Linked DNA regions of Mus musculus: region 1 is linked to region 2. A link is a contact called in public Hi-C data. All regions are on one chromosome and are shown on one strand. Each heading gives the region's core, a stretch centred on a gene start, on an enhancer-like site or on the middle of the called end of the contact. The rest is flanking DNA. Distances are from core to core; before and after follow the strand shown. Region 1 has its middle 3.5 kb from the start of Gm36495. Region 2 holds the start of E2f6 (E2F transcription factor 6).

Region 1 (5,323 bases), core at 1,805-4,304, 43 kb before region 2:
GTGGACTCGAGGCTTAGAGTGATGTGAAGGAGCAGATATAGAAGGTCTGCTTTGGGGTTTCTAGTTGAGGTACAGAAACAAAGGGACCCATTCAGGTCAGAGAGACCACATTGTGAAGATCATAGGTTGCAAGAAGAACATTGAGAGCCAGGAGAGATGGTTCAGTGGGTAAGAGCACTGGCTGTTCTCCAGAGGTCCCAGATTAGATTCTCAGCACCTACATGGTGGCTCACAACTTTCTATAACCCCAGTTCCAGGGGATCTTACACCCTCTCTTGGCATCTTTCGGTACAGACTTGGCATGCATGTGGTATATAGACATATATGAAGGCAAAACATTCATACACATAAAATTAAATTAAAATTTAAGAAGAAAATGAAGAGGAGGAGGAGGAGAAGAAGAAGAACAGTGGATTGTTAGTCCCAGTGCTTGGCTTTCAGCCACAATACCAGCTCCTGACCAGCGAGACTCAGGAAGACTCACTTGATTCCTGACTCCCAGCCTCCTTGTTTCTTGAATGGCTTCATAAAATCTGATTTGCTCCCCTCTGCATTTGAGCAAAACCAGTAATTGCTATGTGGTAGTCCTTAGGTACTTCACAATAACAAGGCTTTACCTTGGCTCACACATACCCAAGTTTGTGTTGATGCTTCTTATTACCCAATTCAACTGCTTCTATTATTGGGCCCATTTCATAAATGAGAAAACAAATAATGAAATAATGTATTCCAAACAGTCTTTCTGATTCCAGAGCCCAGACGGAACACTTCTATCCTTAGGAGCATGTGTCTTTATTGCCATGTGGTCTTTGTGGTGGAAGAGCCGAGATGGGGGAGGGATCTTTTGAGCCCAGCTGCTTCTACCTTCCCACTGTTGCCAAGGAAACCACCACTCCTGCGTAGTTGCCATGGAAATGATCCAACCTCTCTCTTCTTCTCACCTTCACCATGGAAACAGCCAACCTGGAAGCCCAGTCCTTGAGTGGGAGGAGGTGGAGCTTCTAGGCCCTGGTGTTGGAAATTCCCACTGAGCAGAGCATGAATGCGGCCGTGTTCAGGGGGCTGCACAGAAGTACGTTGTCAAAGGCAGGATGTCCCCGGGAATGCAGGTGGAATTATTTTCAGAATTTATTCCTAAAGTCAGCTATTGTCTACACCAAGGGAAATCCCCAGATGCCAGTGTCTTGAAAATGCTGAAGGTGCACCAGGCAGGTCTTCTTTTTTATCTAACACTGTGTCCATCTGGCCAAGATGACAATGGGTTATCCCTGCCTCATCCCCTTAAAAGTCCTGTACTTTGAATGGGCTGCATTAGTGGCTTTCAAGCCTCCAGATGTCCCAGTTACTGCAGTTTGTGAAGAAAGCATTAGGTTCAATCTGTCTATTTCTTTCTTTCTTTCTTTCTTTCTTTCTTTCTTTCTTTCTTTCTTTCTTTCTTTCTTTCTTTCTTTCTTTCTCTCTCTCTCTCTCTCTCTCTCTCTTTCTTTCTTTCTTTCTTTTTTTTTTGGGGGGGGGGAGGGGGATTTCGAGACAGGATTTCTCTGTATAGCCCTGGTTGTCCTGGAACTCACTTTGTACACCAGGCTGGCCTAGAACTCAGAAATCTGCCTCTCTCTGCCTCCCAAGTGCTGGAATTAAAGGCATGTGCCACCATCGCCCAGCAATCTATTTCTTATTATTTTAGACAGGGCCTCATGGAACCCAAGTTGGCCTTGAACTCATCATGTAGTCAAGGATGGCCTTGAAGTAACTTCTGGTCCCCCTGCCTTTGTTTCTGGAGTGCTAGGATTATAGTCGGTGCCACCATGCCTGTTTTTGTTTTTTTTTAATAGAATCCAGAGCCTTACACATACAAGACAAAAACCCCATTCCTACATCTCCAGCCCCTAGACCTTTTTTCTGGGAGATGCAGGCAAGAATTCTAAGACCACCTGTAGTCTACTCCAATAGAATGATGGGACAGTTAAGGATATGCCTGATAAAACCAGACTGTCTGGGTTCAAGTCCTGACTTAGGACATGCTGCTATGGAGATGGGGCAAACTGGCTCTCCCTAATTCAGTTCCTTCAGAAGCAAGGTTGGGTTAACAATAGTGTGTATCTCTTAAGGTTCTCACAGTGATTAAATGAGATACACTTCCAGTGTCCACCAGCACATGGTAACACCAACTGCTGGCCAGAATTATCACAGTCTCTATCATTTACAAAAGAGATTTTAACATTGGTGAAACAATATACAACTTTAGCCAAGATGGGAATTCTCAAACTGTATCCACTTTGCTTTTGAAAAAAGCTACCTTAATATCCTCATTGATAGGCTTTTAAAATAATTTCTTTTTATTGAACATGTGTTTATATTTGATTATTTGTAGTTTATTTCATGTGTCTGGGTGCTTTGCTTGTATATATGTCCATATACCTTGCACATGCTATGGATATCAGAGGAGAACATCGGATCTCCTGGAACTGGAGTTACAGGTGAATGGTTTTGAGTCCCCAAATGAGTTCTGAGAATCAAACATTGGTCCTCTGGAAGAGCATAAAGTACTCTTAACTGCTGAGTCATTTCTCCAGCCCCTTGTTATATTTTAATATGTTTGTGTACATATGTGGGTATGTGCAAGTGTGTGCCAGTACCATTGAAGGCCAGAAGAGAGCATCAGGTCCCTGGGGCTAGAGTTACAGGTGATTGTGGGCCACCTGATACAGATGCTGGGAACTGAACTCAGGTCTTCTACAACAGCAGTACATGTACTTAATCGTGGAGCCATGTCTCTAGCCCTTTGTCGCCATTTTCATCTTCACTGTCCTTGTCAGGGTCACCCCTTTAAGAGTCACAGCCTTCAGTGACATTTAGGTCCTCTTTGCTCCCAGAGGCAATGCTTTTATGATTTTACTTTATTACTTTCAAAATATATTTTGTTTGCTGTACTGGGGATTGAATCTGTGGGCTTACACAGGTTAGGCAATGCTTTGTAATTCTCAAGAGCCCTGATCAACAAAAGGAGTGTCCACAGGCCCAACGCCAAAGATGAGTGGTCAGTTAGGGCCCTTGGCAGCAAGCCTGAACCTGGGTGTGGCCTTGGCTCAACACAGTCAAGCCATTTCTTTGCAAAGCTGAGCTGTTTCAGGAGCGCGGAAGTGCAGACATGAAATCCTACCGCTGTCTGCCGTTGCCTCTCTTGATCATGTGGGAGCCACACCAGTGTTTCACTGGGGTCCTACTCTGGGATGCAGAACTCCTGGCTGCACCTGTCATGTGCTCCTCCTGAAGAAGCTGTCTGTTTGAGTCACTTGATTCTGGTTTGTGTCTCTCTACCGCAGCCTCCCTGTGTGGGCTGTGGCAGAGCGGGATGCTCCAGCCCCCTCTTGGCAGAGGCTGTCTCATCAAGGACTCCTTGCGAGATCCCTTTTGGCTTTTCCTATGGGAATTTGTAGAGTAGGAAGGAGTAAAGGGAGAGTCCACACACAGCCTGGCAGTCCTGACGCCTGGAGATCCCAGAATCTAGCAGAAAACCACCCAGACTCAGAGTGAGTCAGCAACTTAACTCTAGCCCTTGACTTCAGTGAACCGGGGCAATCAATCGCTCTACCTTCCAAACCACAAGATTTTCAGGAATGATTCCAGGTTCAGTGAGGCCTGAAGTTAGTCAGTGTGGAGGGATCTTTAATCGAAAGACGAGACACATTTGTAATACAACATTAAAGGGATTTCTTTGGGGAAGGGCAAGTACTGTTAGACAAGTACTCTCTACCAGGAGGCTACATCCCAATCCTGACAGGAGTATTTTCTAAGGGGACATCACAACAGATTGCAGTTACAGCATAAAGAGAAAATCCGGGATCAATGAGATGGCTCAGCAGGAGCAAGCGTTAGGACCTAAGTTCGATCCCTGGAACCTCCAGAAAGTCACATGTGGTAGGTTATGTCTGTAATCCCTGCACTCCTACTATGAGATGGGAGGAGGGAGGCTGGAGAATCTCCTGGAAGCTTTTAGGTCTAGCCTGGAATACTCAGAGCAGCAGAAAGAATATGAGAGATAGTTCCCTCAGAACCAAGGTGGGAGGTGACAATGGACTCTGAAAGATTGTCCTCAAGTCTCCACGTGCACACCATGGTGCTCACGGACTCTTCAGCTAGCCTCTCTCACCCAGCAGTAAATGAAAAAATGATAAAAAAAAAAACAGATCCAAAATAAACAACCATGTTTATAACCATCTTACATGACTATTTTTAAAAGTGCTTTTTTAGATAATGATGATAATAATTATTATTGTTGTTATTGAGACAAGATGCCACTAAATAACTCTGACTGGTCTGGAATTTGCTATGTAGAACAGCCTCAGACTTACAGCGATCCCCAGCTGCTGCCTCCTGAGTTTGGAAATTAAAGGTATGTGCCAATATCAGGCTATTATTGTGTGTGTGTGTGTGTGTGTGTGTGTGTGTGTGTACACTCACTTGTGTTTTAGTGCCTACAAAGTCAGAAAAAGACATTGGATCCCCCTAGCATTTCTAGCATTACAGGCAGTTGTGAACTACCCTATGTGGGTGCTGGGAATTGAACCTGGGTCCTCTGAAAATGTAATGAGTGCACTTAACCACTGAGCCATCTCTCCAGTATCCTTACTTTTGCCTCTGTTATTGGACTATATTACTGGATGCTTACAGCTGATAGCCTCTTCATATGATAATGATAAGGCAAAATTTATGTAGATTATTAAATTAATTCAATCTCTTGATCAGGATGGCTGGAGAAAATTTGTTTTTTATTATCAGTAATTATGAAGTTTTGTTTTATTTGTTTATTTACACATTTAGAGACAGGGTCTCTTGTACACCAGGCTGGTCTCAAATCCTATATCCTTGAATTTCTGATTCTACACCTTACACCTCATAAGTGGTAAGATGATAGGTCTGCAGCACCATGCTCAGTTTACAGGGAACTGGGAATTGAACCCAGGGTTCCATGCTTGCTAGGCAAGCACTCTGCCAACTGAGCTACATCCCAGACCGAGGGGTCTTATTCATTTCTTTTTGCTTTTGAGATAGGATCTTGCTATCTGGCCTTGGTTGGCTTGGAAAGTTGGGGGCTTTTGTTTGTTTTCTGTTTGGTGTGCTGGAGGTGGGACCCAGAGACCTGCAGATGTGAGACACTCTGCCACTGAGCTGCCTCTGCCCACCCCCAGCTCTGTGAGGTTTGATACATGCACGAGGAACAAATGTCCTGCTTACATTTCAATGTCTTTATTGGAAGACTTTTCCACGAATGTCTGATTTGGGTTTTTTTGGTTTTTTTTTTGTTTTTTTTTGTTTTTTTTTT
Region 2 (5,419 bases), core at 1,319-3,818:
TATGTAACTGCTCTGCACATGGCTTATTAATTCTTTGCATTTGCTAGTCAATTAAAAAAATACTACTGACATGTTAAGTCACTATTTTACAGGCAAGAAAATAGAGTCCCTACTTTATTAACTTCTTGCTTAATCCTTTGTCCATGGCCAGATCTTCACTACAGTATCAAACAGACCCGCAGAGGACTGAGCAGTCAAGTATAGAATTGCTCTGGGACACACAGAGTCTGGCTAACAGTCTTGAGGTAAAGAGGAGCTAAAGACACTTGTCTTAAGACAAGTTACCCATGAATCTGGACTTCAGACATCTTGACAAACGTCAATATGGAAATGAGGCCTAGGATGGAGCATGCAACCTCAGAAAGATCATTTAGGAAAGGCAAACATGGAGCCAGATTATGCTGCGAGGACTCGACTTTGTCCTGGGAGCACTAAGGAACCACTAATTCCTTTGGCCAAATGAAGATAGAAACACACCTTCAAGAGACCATACGTTAAGGATGAAGCACACAGGCGGTGAGTGAGAGGCAGCAACAGTGGCAGGAAACTGGTCGAGATGGCATTATAGCACAGAATAGCTGATGTGAATGACTTCAGTGACCTGGGGGTGGGAGGGGGGGTGTCTGGGGGTGATTCTGAAACAGAGGAAAAGGTAACAGCCATGTCCAGAGTGCTGGCTCAGGCACCACGATAGGCAGAGCACCATTAAGGTGGGATTCGAGAAAGAGGTTGCTTTCTTAAGGCGGGGGTGGGGTGGGGTGTGTCTGTGAATCTGGCTTTGGATATCAGAGTTTGAAATCTGCAGCTCAGCAGTTATAAACGCTCGCTGTTCTTCCAGAGGGCTCAGTTCATCCATGTGCCAATTCATAACCACTTATTATGAGCTCCAGGTGATCTAACACTGGTTTCGGGCCTCCGTGGGCACCAGTACACACGTGGCATCCACGAAGACATTTTCTTTTTTAAGAAGGGACATCTAACAAACAGTTGGAGAGCTCCAGGAAAGATGTACAGGTTTGGGAGTTACCTCGAGGCAACTAAAAATACCAGACTGGATAAGAAATCTAAGACTTTAGAAGACGTTATCTTCTGATAACCAAAAGTTAAGCGGTTTTCATTTAGAGCGTCTATCAAATCCTTAAAAAAAAAAAAAAACCTACCATGATCACAGGCCACAAGTTAGCAGTAGTGAGCGGTCACCTACATGAACAAACTGTAGAGAATCCTGGATGACACCCACGTGTCTGAAAAGGAAGGCGAAGGGGACAAGGGGACCCACCATGGCTGTCAAAAACACAACAAAGAGTTCTCAGCCAAAAGTGAGTGGTTAGTTATGACACAAGATAGGGTGTGAAACGAATACTGTAATTGACAAAACCATCAGTGACCTACGGATCTTATTTACAACAATCTTACCAAGTGCTTAGGACTAGAGTCCCCAGCACAGTGCTGGGTGGTAATGCAAGATCAGGTGGAAACTGAGCAGAAATTACTTAAAGAGAGAGAGAGAGAGAGAGAGAGAGGGAGAGAGAGAGAGAAGTTTGGGAAAGGCTGTCACTTGCAGTCATTCTGAGGGTCTTCCCAGTTTCCTCATTACCTAGCCCCAAGGCCAGACATCTCTGTACACACATCTCTGGGTCAGTTCTGACAAACTCTAAAAATAACTATCTCAAGGTTGCTCCAAGGAGTCAGACAAGACAATGCTCATGGCACAGGACCCGCCAGAATGGCTTGGATACAGCTTGCCTTGCTGAGAAAACAGCGATCAGGAGAAACGGACAAAGGAAGAATCCAGCAGGGACCCTGAGAAAGGTGGGAAGCACGGAACGGAGGGAACTTTCTCACTCTTTCATTTCCCCTGTCAGACAGCAAAGATGGACAGGCAAGATCGCCCAGTTGGTTAAGGCACTTGCCACCGAGCTTTACAAACTCTACCAGAGTTCCATCCCGCGAACCACAAGGCTGGAAGCATGGAACAGACTGCCCCAAGTTGCCTTCTAAACTCTACACGTGCCCCGTGGAATCCACGCGCTCGCGGCCCCCACCCCAACACAAAGTAAGAAAAATCCAATAGAAACATTTAAAAAGCAAAGGGCGGTTCAAGAATTGGGAGTTGCAGGGAGAGCCCCGGGGCAGCAAGCGACACTGTGCAGAGGGCCCGATGCAAGGAGCGCGTCCCACAGCACTTGACCTCCCGTGGCCCGGGTCCCCGCTCACCAGTAGGTTTTCCACGTTGATGGGGTCTCGGCAACGCCGGCGCACCGTTTCCTGCGCCGGGTCCACCAGCAGGCTGGGCTGTCTCCGCGCCGTCCGCTGCTGACTCATGCTGTCCCGCGCCCCTCGCGCCCCACGCGCCCTCCCGCCTTCCCCGGAGGCTCGGCGCGCGCGTTCCCGGCCCCTTCAGCGCCGCCCGCTCCACCCACGGAGCACTGCGGCTCCACCCACGAAGCGCCGCGGTCCCACTCGCGCAGCGATGAGCCCAGGCGCAGAGGGGGTCAGGGTAGGCTCGGAGGGGACCAGGGTGACCGCGGAGGCGCTCAGGTTCCCTGGCCGGCCATCTTTCCGCATGCGCAGTGCACCCGCGTTTGCACATGCGCAGCGCCGTCCGTTAGATCTCCCGCGCACACCGGTCCTCGCCCGCTGCCGACGCCCGGGTGTTCCGGAGGATGGATCCTTGGAGAGGATGGCGGCGGCGGGGGGTGGGGGTGTGTGTGGTGGGATGGGTTGGGGGAAGAAAAGAGGTGGAGCAGGGATTCCGGGGGATCGGAGCAGGCGCTCTCTAGTCCCAACCAGCGGACTGCAGGTTCTGAGTGCCCCGGGGCGATGATGGTGGGGCTCCCATCAGTCATCTAAAGGTGCTTAGCACATGCTCATGAAACAAGCCATCTTGGAGGGACCAGAAGGTGCAAGCTTCAAAGCCAAGCTCCACAGAGGCCCAGGCAGGGAGATCACGTGTTTGAATTCGAAGTCAGCTAAAGTTCGTAGTGAGAGTAGAATTTGTCCCAAAACCACAAACTTTACCCTCTATATCAGTTTTATTTTATTTTATTTTTGGTTTGGTTTTCCGAGACAGGGTTTCTCTGTGTAGCCGAACTCAGAAATCCGCCTGCCTCTGCCTCCCAAGTGGGATTAAAGGCGTGTACCACCACTGCCCGGCTCTGTATCAGTTTTTGATTACTTATTATTATATCAGGTATTGGGCTGGCTCAAGAAGATACTGTTTTGAATATAATAGACTGGATATCAGAATCCAATGGAGGAGAAAGATAAAACAGTTTAACGGGCTGGGAGAGGAGCACTGGCTAAGTTTAGGAGAACTTCCAGAGGACCTGAGTTCAATTCCCATCACCCACAGGGTGGCTCACAACCATATGTTACCTCCAGGCCCAGGGGGATTTAATGCTCTTTTTCTGGTCTCCACAGGCACCAGGCACGGACATGTTAACATGTTAGACAGTCATACATGTAGGCAAAACTTCTATGCACAGAAACTAAATTAGAAAGAGAAAAGAAAAGAGAAGTAAGTGACCTGGAGCCATAGGTATCTTTTCAAATTGTAAGGTCTTAAGCCAGTTTCTAAAAGTCGTTCTGTGCCTTAGTTTCTAAATTTGTAATGTGGAGAGTTCTTACTGATCGAAGTTACTAGCTTGTTCTCTCAAAAACCTGTCTCTGTAAAATTGCCCCAGTAAACTGCCACCTCCCTTTCTTAAGTAGCTTCTTTCCTGCCCTGTTCTCTTGTGAGTTGGGCATATCCTCTGACTCATTCTGTCAAATCTTTCTCTGATTCCTCACTTTGTCTGCCCTTAGTTAGATGCTACTTTTAAACATGTCTGCTTTCTTCTAAAAACCAACCTTACCTTCATTGCTAGGGATTAAAGGGTGTATGAAGGTGTCTGTATTCCAGCCAGAATGTACTATAATCCAGAGAGTGTCTGCATTTGGCCAGATCATGTAGACTTAGAGAGTCTTGGATGTGATCCCTTGTCAGAGTAGCCATGATGCTGGATTAAAATTCCTTTGCAGTGTGGTTTGATGTTTCGCCTGCCTGCATGTCTGTGTGTGGACACCATGTTCTCTGACACTAGAATTACAGACAGTTGTAAGCCACCAGGTGGTTGCTGGGTATTAAACCTGGGTTCTCTGGAAGAACAGTCAGTGCTCTTAACCACTGAGCCATCTCTTTGGCCCCTTTCACTTATTTTTAAATTATGTGTGTGTATGGGTTTGTGCACATGAACTGCAATGCTTTCAGAGGCTTGAGGCTTCTGGCTCCCCAGGAGCTGAAGTTGCAAATGGCTAGAGATGGATGCTTTGGCCCTCTTGGAAAGGCAGAAGTGCTCTTAACTCCAGAGCCACAGCTCTAGCCGCTATGTGTTTGAATGAAAGGGTAACACAATGCGCAACTTCCAGGCTGGAAGGAAGCTGCGGGAGTGAGACCTGGGACTTAGTGAGGGCGGAAGAGGCTTTTGGAAGAAGTTGGCTCCCACTAGATTTTACATTTCTAGGGGTCCGATACCATCTTAAGGGGGGGGGGTGTGTCAGAGGTCTTTGATCCTCTTGGGATCTCCAGTGTTAAGCTTGGAGCATGGCAGGTAGCAAGCGCTCAGTAAATGTTTGCCGAAGATTGGTAGAAGTAGAATACAACTGTGGAGAGGTCATCTCTAGAAGAGAAAGAGCACATTTTATGCACGAGTGGAGAGTTTCTCAGAGCAACTAGGAAAGACTCTACCACAAGGAGTTCGGAGAGATCCAATGCTGGAAAACAGGCATGGCTAATTTTAAGACCCCTTTCTCCATCCTCTGTTGAATGCCAAACCCTCTCTATACCTTTGTTCATGTGACTCTCATTTCAGATCTGAAGGTATGACCAAGCATGGTAGTGTATGCTCAGAATAACAACACTCTGGACACTGAAGTAGGACCACCAGATGCTAGAGATCAGCCAGGGTTACATAGCGAGAGACCATGTCTTAAACAACCAAAGCAACAACAAAATACAAGTTTCTGCTGCCAGCAAGTCCTGAAGAATAGTTTTCTTCCCAGTTTACAGATCAGAAAATCGAAGATCAGTAAGATTACAAAATTTACCCCAAGGAGCTAGCTAGTGAGTGCTAGAGACATGGTTTGAGTTCACAGCTGGATAATTCATTGGTATTTGGACCCTTGAGCAGCTTGTTGAAAACTGACCATATTTTCTACAGTCAAAAAGAATTAGGCCAGCAAAGGGGTGTGACTTAGGCACTCCAGGCTAATGAAAGAGCTTGAGCACACCCATCTGGGGAAAAGGAGAACAGCTGTTCCCTCAGTCACAGAAAAGCCCAGTCATGGGGCTGTAGCCTGAGGTTTAATCATCCCAGCGTTGTTTGAGCATCTTTCGGGTGCTGGGCTGTAGGTCAGGAGCTCTAACTCTTACAAGGAC

What was found. A called contact is a pair of places that touch in the nucleus more often than the background predicts.
Region 1: a Hi-C map of uterus shows a contact between it and region 2, with 1.9 times the contacts expected there. The contact joins the enhancer-like site here to the promoter of E2f6 in region 2. A contact is called at or near these places in 1 of 39 promoter capture datasets (macrophages), 1 of 15 datasets of contacts at CTCF or cohesin (the NIH/3T3 cell line), 7 of 484 Hi-C or Micro-C datasets (the C2C12 cell line, embryonic fibroblasts, embryonic stem cells and 2 more), 10 of 115 datasets of contacts at active chromatin or transcription factors (the SCID.adh cell line, embryonic fibroblasts, embryonic stem cells and 5 more) and 3 of 9 other capture datasets (adipose tissue, liver and pancreatic islet).

What each region holds. Positions count from the first base shown.
Region 1 is chr12:16,851,757-16,857,079 of GRCm38.p6, reverse strand. No RefSeq gene overlaps it. Among named protein-coding and RNA genes, the nearest start is that of Gm36495, 3.5 kb to the right of the region's middle. Within about 2 kb of position 3,054, at least 56 of the 459 cell types and tissues checked have an H3K27ac peak or open chromatin away from gene starts, as enhancers often do. A contact at or near this core is called in the NIH/3T3 cell line, adipose tissue, liver and 2 more, where this site is marked.
Region 2 is chr12:16,808,114-16,813,532 of GRCm38.p6, reverse strand. It overlaps E2f6 (E2F transcription factor 6), which reads right to left and starts at 2,568. Exons shown (of 7, transcript NM_033270.2): 1 at 2,218-2,568. The coding sequence starts at 2,325.